2 separate regions of the Gasterosteus aculeatus genome follow, and region 1 is linked to region 2. The links are chromatin contacts, called in public Hi-C maps. All regions are on one chromosome and are shown on one strand. The core of a region is the stretch at or near the end of the contact, and the rest is flanking DNA. Distances in the headings are between cores, read along the strand shown.

Region 1 (3,065 bases), core at 118-2,617, 110 kb after region 2:
CAAATTCTTCTCATGGAAATTATAGTGTAATATTTAAGAGGCACAAAATCACGCTATGTCTCCAAGTGTTGAAGATTTGATGACTACTTTGGGTAGCGCTTAAGAAAACAAAATCAAGAGGTTGCAATCTCTGGATTGGAATGGAATGGAATTTTTCATTCCATTTAGAGTAACTTAAAGGACCAGTTCAACAATTTGAAAAATACACAGTTGTGTAGAGTTTGACGAAGGGTGAAAACACAAGGCATCAGCAAGCCCGTTCAAAAGCTAAACATGTGCCTACCTTCACCTTTAACGTAAACATGTTACATACTTTTTGGGCAATCCATACCAATTGAAAATGAGAAGTTGATGTTTTACAGAGGGCTTCATGTCAAGCACTCAGTAATGACAAGCCACAGCGCTCAGCCTAGAAAGAGCCCAACACACACGATGATTCATCGTAAAATCACAACATCAACCTTTTACACGTTTTGTACTAAATGAACAAAAGAGTAAGTCCATGACTACGTTTTCAAATGAGGCACAAATTACACATCATCCGTCTGAATCAACGTCTTTGCAATTGTGACAGCCGATTTATTTACTGTTCCGCCCTTAAAAAATCTCCTGTAGTCAATAAGACATTAGTTATGCTTCACATTTTCCCCTCGCTGTGTGCTCGCTGCACACTAAAGAACTACTGTTTCATGTTAACTTAATCCTCCCCTGACAGCAGAGAAATGAAGAGGTGCACAGTATTTCCCAAAATGCTGAAGTATTTATACGGGATACAATGGAAATACTACTTCTAGTGCCACACTTTTAACCATTGGTATTTAAAGAGTCTGCGTCTTTGAATTTGTGAATGTGTCTTTGCCGTTTCTACATTCAGGAGAAAGTTCAGAGAAAAAGTTTGGCCATTGGTAGCCTGAGCCAGCTGGTGTCCCCGCAGTCTCCTGCCATGCTGCTGGTTGTGCAGGAGAACCGAAACCCCGATGGCCAGTACGGCTTCTCGTGTTGCTACAGGGAAGGCAGCGGACTACTGGTGGTCAAGGTGGAAAACTGCCAACTCTGTGTTGACGACAGGTGATACATACAGAAGAAACAAAGTCATGTATCCAGCTCGCAGAGGCCACCTAGATACTGAGAGCATTCAGGATGCCTCTCATCCCGCCCATTTCTTTCATCGCTCTACTGTTCTGTGCTTGGTAGCTATGGTAACCCATCAGATATTGGTCCCAAAGCAAGAAAACACCGTTATGTAATACTTGGATCCACAAGAGAGTGAAAAGAAGCAGATTAAATAGCTTCATATAATTAAGTAATTACTGCATTACAAGTGCGTGCTTATAAAACACGGTATTCTCAAACCTACATGTATTCACACACACACACGTGCACGCGCACACCCGCACAGTGCAGTGTAGTTGACATTCCTCTTTGAGACGATCCTGCCAAAAGAAATCCGCCTGACAGCTGAAAAAAGTCTTTGAGCTGTAATGCGACTGTTCCCTCATTGTAGCCTAGTGCGCCAATACTCTTTAGACAGCTAATCAACAGATACAAGGTGCTTTACACCTTCTGACTATACACAAAAACAAACAAAGAGACATTTTTACTGAGTCTTCAATATTTAACGCACTGTGACTCGAGAATCATTTGATGTTGTTTAGGATAACACTGTAATGATTTGGTATATTGAAGAGGTTGAGGGAGAATTCCCTTTCAGTACCAACTTAATTTTGTGAAAGAATAGCACATGAGGCTAGACTTTCTTTATTTTTATGATCACTCATTTTTACATTGTTTGCTTGACTCACGTCTCGTTTGCGTGTGTGTGTGTGTGTGTGTGTGCGTGTGTGTGTGTGTGTGTGTGTGTGTGTGTGTGTGTGTGTAATTGAACCTGTAGGCTGGTGGAGGTGAATGGTGTGCCGGTGGTTAACTCTACACAGGAAGAGCTGACCACCATCTTACTGGAGGGACCCAGCGCCAATATTGTTGTCCTTCGCCAGCCCCCGCTCCCCCCCACCTCCGTAGTCCTGCAGCGCATCATCACCTCTGATCCCGAGCAACAGCTCTCTCTTGCCGACTTAGACCGGGGTGTGGTTCCAGTTGAAACAACTCCTCGACGGAAGGTGGTGGCCATCTGATGATACGACAGAGAGAGAAAAAGACCAGCGCAGAGACTTGAGGGTTAATGATATCTGACTGTGGAGCCATGCAGCGAAATGCCCTCTTTTGTTAGTTATTTAACTCTGTGAAAATGTCAATGTGTTGAAATGATAGACGTTTAGTTAGGAACATCCAATAGTAATATAGCTGTGTTGTTATGTGACGTTTTCCTCGACTAAGCCTCAACACATGTACACAGCGTTGTGCTTGGCAGATAGAACAGTTATATTTGATCCATATTGTTGCAATGTATACGGAGAACCATGCCTGTGAAAAAAACTTATTTCCAGAAAAACACATGAAACCGAACCACATTGACTTCTTTCTATTTGCATCTCCTCTTGTGCTACATCATATTTTGTGCCATGAGGGAAAATGAATAGTACAGGAAAGACAAGGAGGCAGAGCCTGATAAGGACAATGCATGCTTCATCTTGTACAACTATAATTGAAAATATGTGAATCCTGTCTATAGTTACTGTAACATATCGTGTAAAGATACATCCAATAGCTTTGTATCCTGTTTCTCTTATTAGAATAGAGACTTGTACGGCTACAACAGTATTCGGAGCAAAAACATGAGTCACGTCCCTTTTTTTGGATGTTGTAATGTAATCCACTGTGCTGCAGGAATAAACCCTTGGGCCCGGAAATGCCTCATTTCTCAGCCTTGTTCTCCCTCGTTAAGTGGCAGTGGATCATAGTCTGACAGAGAGAAAGCACAAACACCACCAAACCCCTGACCCAGACCCCGGGGGGTCCAAAGAGTCTGAGAGGAGAAGTGACAAGGCCAAGGTCGCCTGTTGATGACAAAGGTCACAGGTCAGAAAACAGAACATTTGAGCATGAATGCTTTTGCCATCAATGGAGAGTGAGCTGCATCTTATTCTGATGAAGAGAAGGATGGTACT
Region 2 (3,089 bases), core at 379-2,878:
CTTGTTGCTCCTCTGTGTCATCTTGTGGGTGGTCTCAGTCCATCCATTACTTCCTTGTCCAGGGAGAGGCGAAGTTCACACGAGACCCACATCCATTTGCGCCCTGCAGCGGGCAGCTTTCGCACTCATGTGTAAACTATAATCAGGCCAGCACGAGAAAGATGTAACGGCAACTTAACCAGCCGCGGCATTTCTGTCCCCCCTGTCCCCTTGTAGCTGATTGTCAATGACACAATGACGCAGCGCTTCAGGAATCCACTCTGCAGCCCTCGACTCAGCTTTCTGCAGCACTCAAAAAGTTGCAGTGCAGAAACAGTGCAGAGTGCTTCAGGGTAGATGTAAAGGGTTTCACTCTGATACAAAGAGGATAACCCTATGGAACATTGGCAGTGTCTATATTGCTAAAGTGTATAGAAAAATAACCATAACGCTGAGCGTGGGGAAATATGAGGAGACCGAGAGGGCCGTACCTTTTTGTGTGGAGATTCCTAAAGAGATAGCTGGACGGTGAAGCGGGAGGGTGGGGGGGGGGCTGCTGTGAGAGGCCTGGGGTGATGTTTGAGGACACGGGGGGGTCATTGTGGTTTGTCTCGCTGTCAATCACCCACACTCTGATTTCCTTTGTTGTCCGTGAGCTCAATGCCCCTCAGCAATCCGTGGTGTCCCTCCCCTTTGTGTTACAGTGTGGGAACTTTGCCGTGCTGGTGGATCTCCACGTTCTGCCCCTGGGCGGCCGGGAGGACGCCGGCTGGTTTCCTGCGGACCACATTCAGGTACAGGCACAGCGGGGAGGGCGTGCGTGTGAAAAAGTGTGTGAGTGGATATATATGGCTTTTGTTCAGCTCAGGGCCTTATCCAAAGTAAGCAGCAGCGTGGAATCCGAAATGACTCTGAGCCCACGGCCTGTCTGTCCCGCGGTTTCCATTGTTGCAAAACGGCTCCAATCGCTCCAACTGGCCAGCAGTCGAGTTGCCTTACTGACCTTTCACTCTAGACTTCAACCGTCCCGTTGTCTGCCCGGCGCTGCTCAAATATCTTTACCCCGTAAAGTCCAAAAACAACAACGATTTGCTGTACTGAAACATCCGCACACTGTCTGCAGGAGGTTGCGGTCCTGGTTCGAGATGCCGTGGACCGGAGGGTGAAGCAGTACACAGAGTCCCTCCACAATGGAAGGCAGCACAAACAGAAGAAGGAGCTGGCACCGGCCGCAGCCTTTTTTGTGAAAGGTGACACACCATCTTGTGACTTTCACGGCAAAGCCCTACAGCCCAGTAGTCTTAAACGCTGCTTATGTTATCATTGATTGTTTTACTGCAAGAGACGTTGCTTCTCTATGTGTTTACTTTTAGGATCAGTTTAATTGTTATATTTCTTTTGATATCACATGTTGCTCATTCCTCTGGAATGAAAGCTTCTTGGTCTTCTGTCTTAGGCGTGTCATCAACTCTTAGATATCTTAAGTCGTGGCTGTGAACTCCCAACTCACCGAGGGCTGAGCACCATGGGAATGGAGTTAAAAAACAGGCTAAAAAGTATTTATTGGCTACCATTTTAAGGAGAGTGTGGGAGGAAAGACAACAGAACTAGTCGGGACACGGTGCGTCTCTACGCCCAGGGTGTGTCCTCGGAGGCATGCGCTGATAGGAATTGTTATATTGTGTTGCACTGTTTAACTTGGCACAAAATATAAGTCCACGTAAATGCCTAATGTTTGTTAACCGTGATGTGATGTTGACACACCTGGGTTTATCCGCACTCGTAGTTAACTGGTTGACACCAAAAACAGTTGCCCCGACACATACATACACACACACACACACAACCAATTACCCAGAGAGAAAAGGCAATAAATAATGCTCTGACCTGAATAGGCCAATTCAATTCACCCCTATTCATACAATGCGAGTGGATTCCCCCAGCCACCCACACACATACCTTTGGAAGGACTGTGAGTCCAGCTTCAGAGAAACCCCCCGCAGCGTGCTGCGAGGCCGACAGCTTTGTCACAGGTAGCAGTTAAGGGCAGTTCAATTGGGCTCACTCAGCAGGGCAGGCCTGCCTGCGCGAGTGGGATTACAGGGCAGTTGGTTCCATAAAGTTCTCTCCTGTGGCTGCAGCTTTGCCTCTCACGCTACTCCCCTCCACTTTGCTCCTCTCAGCCACTAACACAGAGCATTCTTTTTAAATTGGGAGACACACGCTCGTTCACGTTATTACACCTTAATCATTTTCTCGACGCACTTGTAGTCACCGCAAACTGGGCCGCGTGTTGTCCCGATGCACGTCAGAACCTGTGAGAATCAAAGGTTGGCACAGCGCGTCGGGGAGAGATACCCCACCACTGGGTTAGGTGTGAACAGGCCGACGGTGTACGGTTACTGAAAGGCCTGTCTCGTATTGCAGCCGACAGACTGAGGAGAGACAGACGTCTCTAATGATGGAGATCACAGGCCGAGGCTCCACACACCCACACGTTCTCTCCACTTGCTGAACAAGGGGACTATCAGTATTTCAGCAGGGAAATATGCATGTAAAAATGATTAAGCCCCCGCCGGCTGTGCAAGAGAAAAGAAAGTAACCAGTGGAACATGACTCCATGCCATACTGGAGAACTTTCCCCTCTCAAACATGAAAAGGTACTGTGCCTCCAATGGGCCCACACAGTTCATGGGATGCAGTCCTATTAAAAGGTCTTAAGTGAGTGTAATCACATTCTTGGTCTTTTCATTGTCCCATGTGAGGGAGGAGGGCAGAGCAGTAAAGGTGGAGACTGTGACTGTGAGAAGCAAAGCAGGCGGGCAGGAGTCATAAAAAGGGAAGGACAGACTAAAGGCTTATGGAGGGAAGCCCAGCAAACCTCAAGGTAGGTATTAAGTATTGGGGTCGTCTATTCGACAAGCAGGTCAAACGCTAACATGCTAATCCTCACAGGACTCTCAGAGCGTCCAAAGTAGGGTGTTGGAGTGGGAGCTGGTTTTCGGCCCGTATCCGTTTCTGCAGGGGACCTATTTGCATCATGTGCGTCTGTGCAGTATTATATTATTCAAGGGCAGAATATAGGTGGGTATCCTGGACGGAGACCCGTG

Evidence for each region. Hi-C and Micro-C count contacts between places; a contact is called where the count stands out from the background.
Region 1: a contact with region 2 is called in a Hi-C map of whole body, with 7 times the contacts expected there. The contact joins two enhancer-like sites. A contact is called at or near these places in 6 of 6 Hi-C or Micro-C datasets (blood and trunk muscle, liver, skeletal muscle and 2 more).

The regions. Positions count from the first base shown.
Region 1 is chr6:7,878,599-7,881,663 of fGasAcu3.hap1.1, forward strand. LOC120821030 reads left to right here. Exons shown (of 15, transcript XM_040179374.2): 14 at 875-1,068; 15 at 1,892-2,807. The coding sequence ends at 2,132. Among protein-coding and RNA genes, the nearest start is that of LOC120821030, 22 kb to the left of the region's middle. Within about 2 kb of position 1,368, at least 2 of the 9 cell types and tissues checked have open chromatin away from gene starts, as enhancers often do.
Region 2 is chr6:7,768,448-7,771,536 of fGasAcu3.hap1.1, forward strand. It overlaps slx4ip (SLX4 interacting protein), which reads left to right. Exons shown (of 8, transcript XM_078104059.1): 3 at 684-773; 4 at 1,103-1,229. Among protein-coding and RNA genes, the nearest start is that of slx4ip, 8.0 kb to the left of the region's middle. Within about 2 kb of position 1,629, at least 3 of the 9 cell types and tissues checked have open chromatin away from gene starts, as enhancers often do.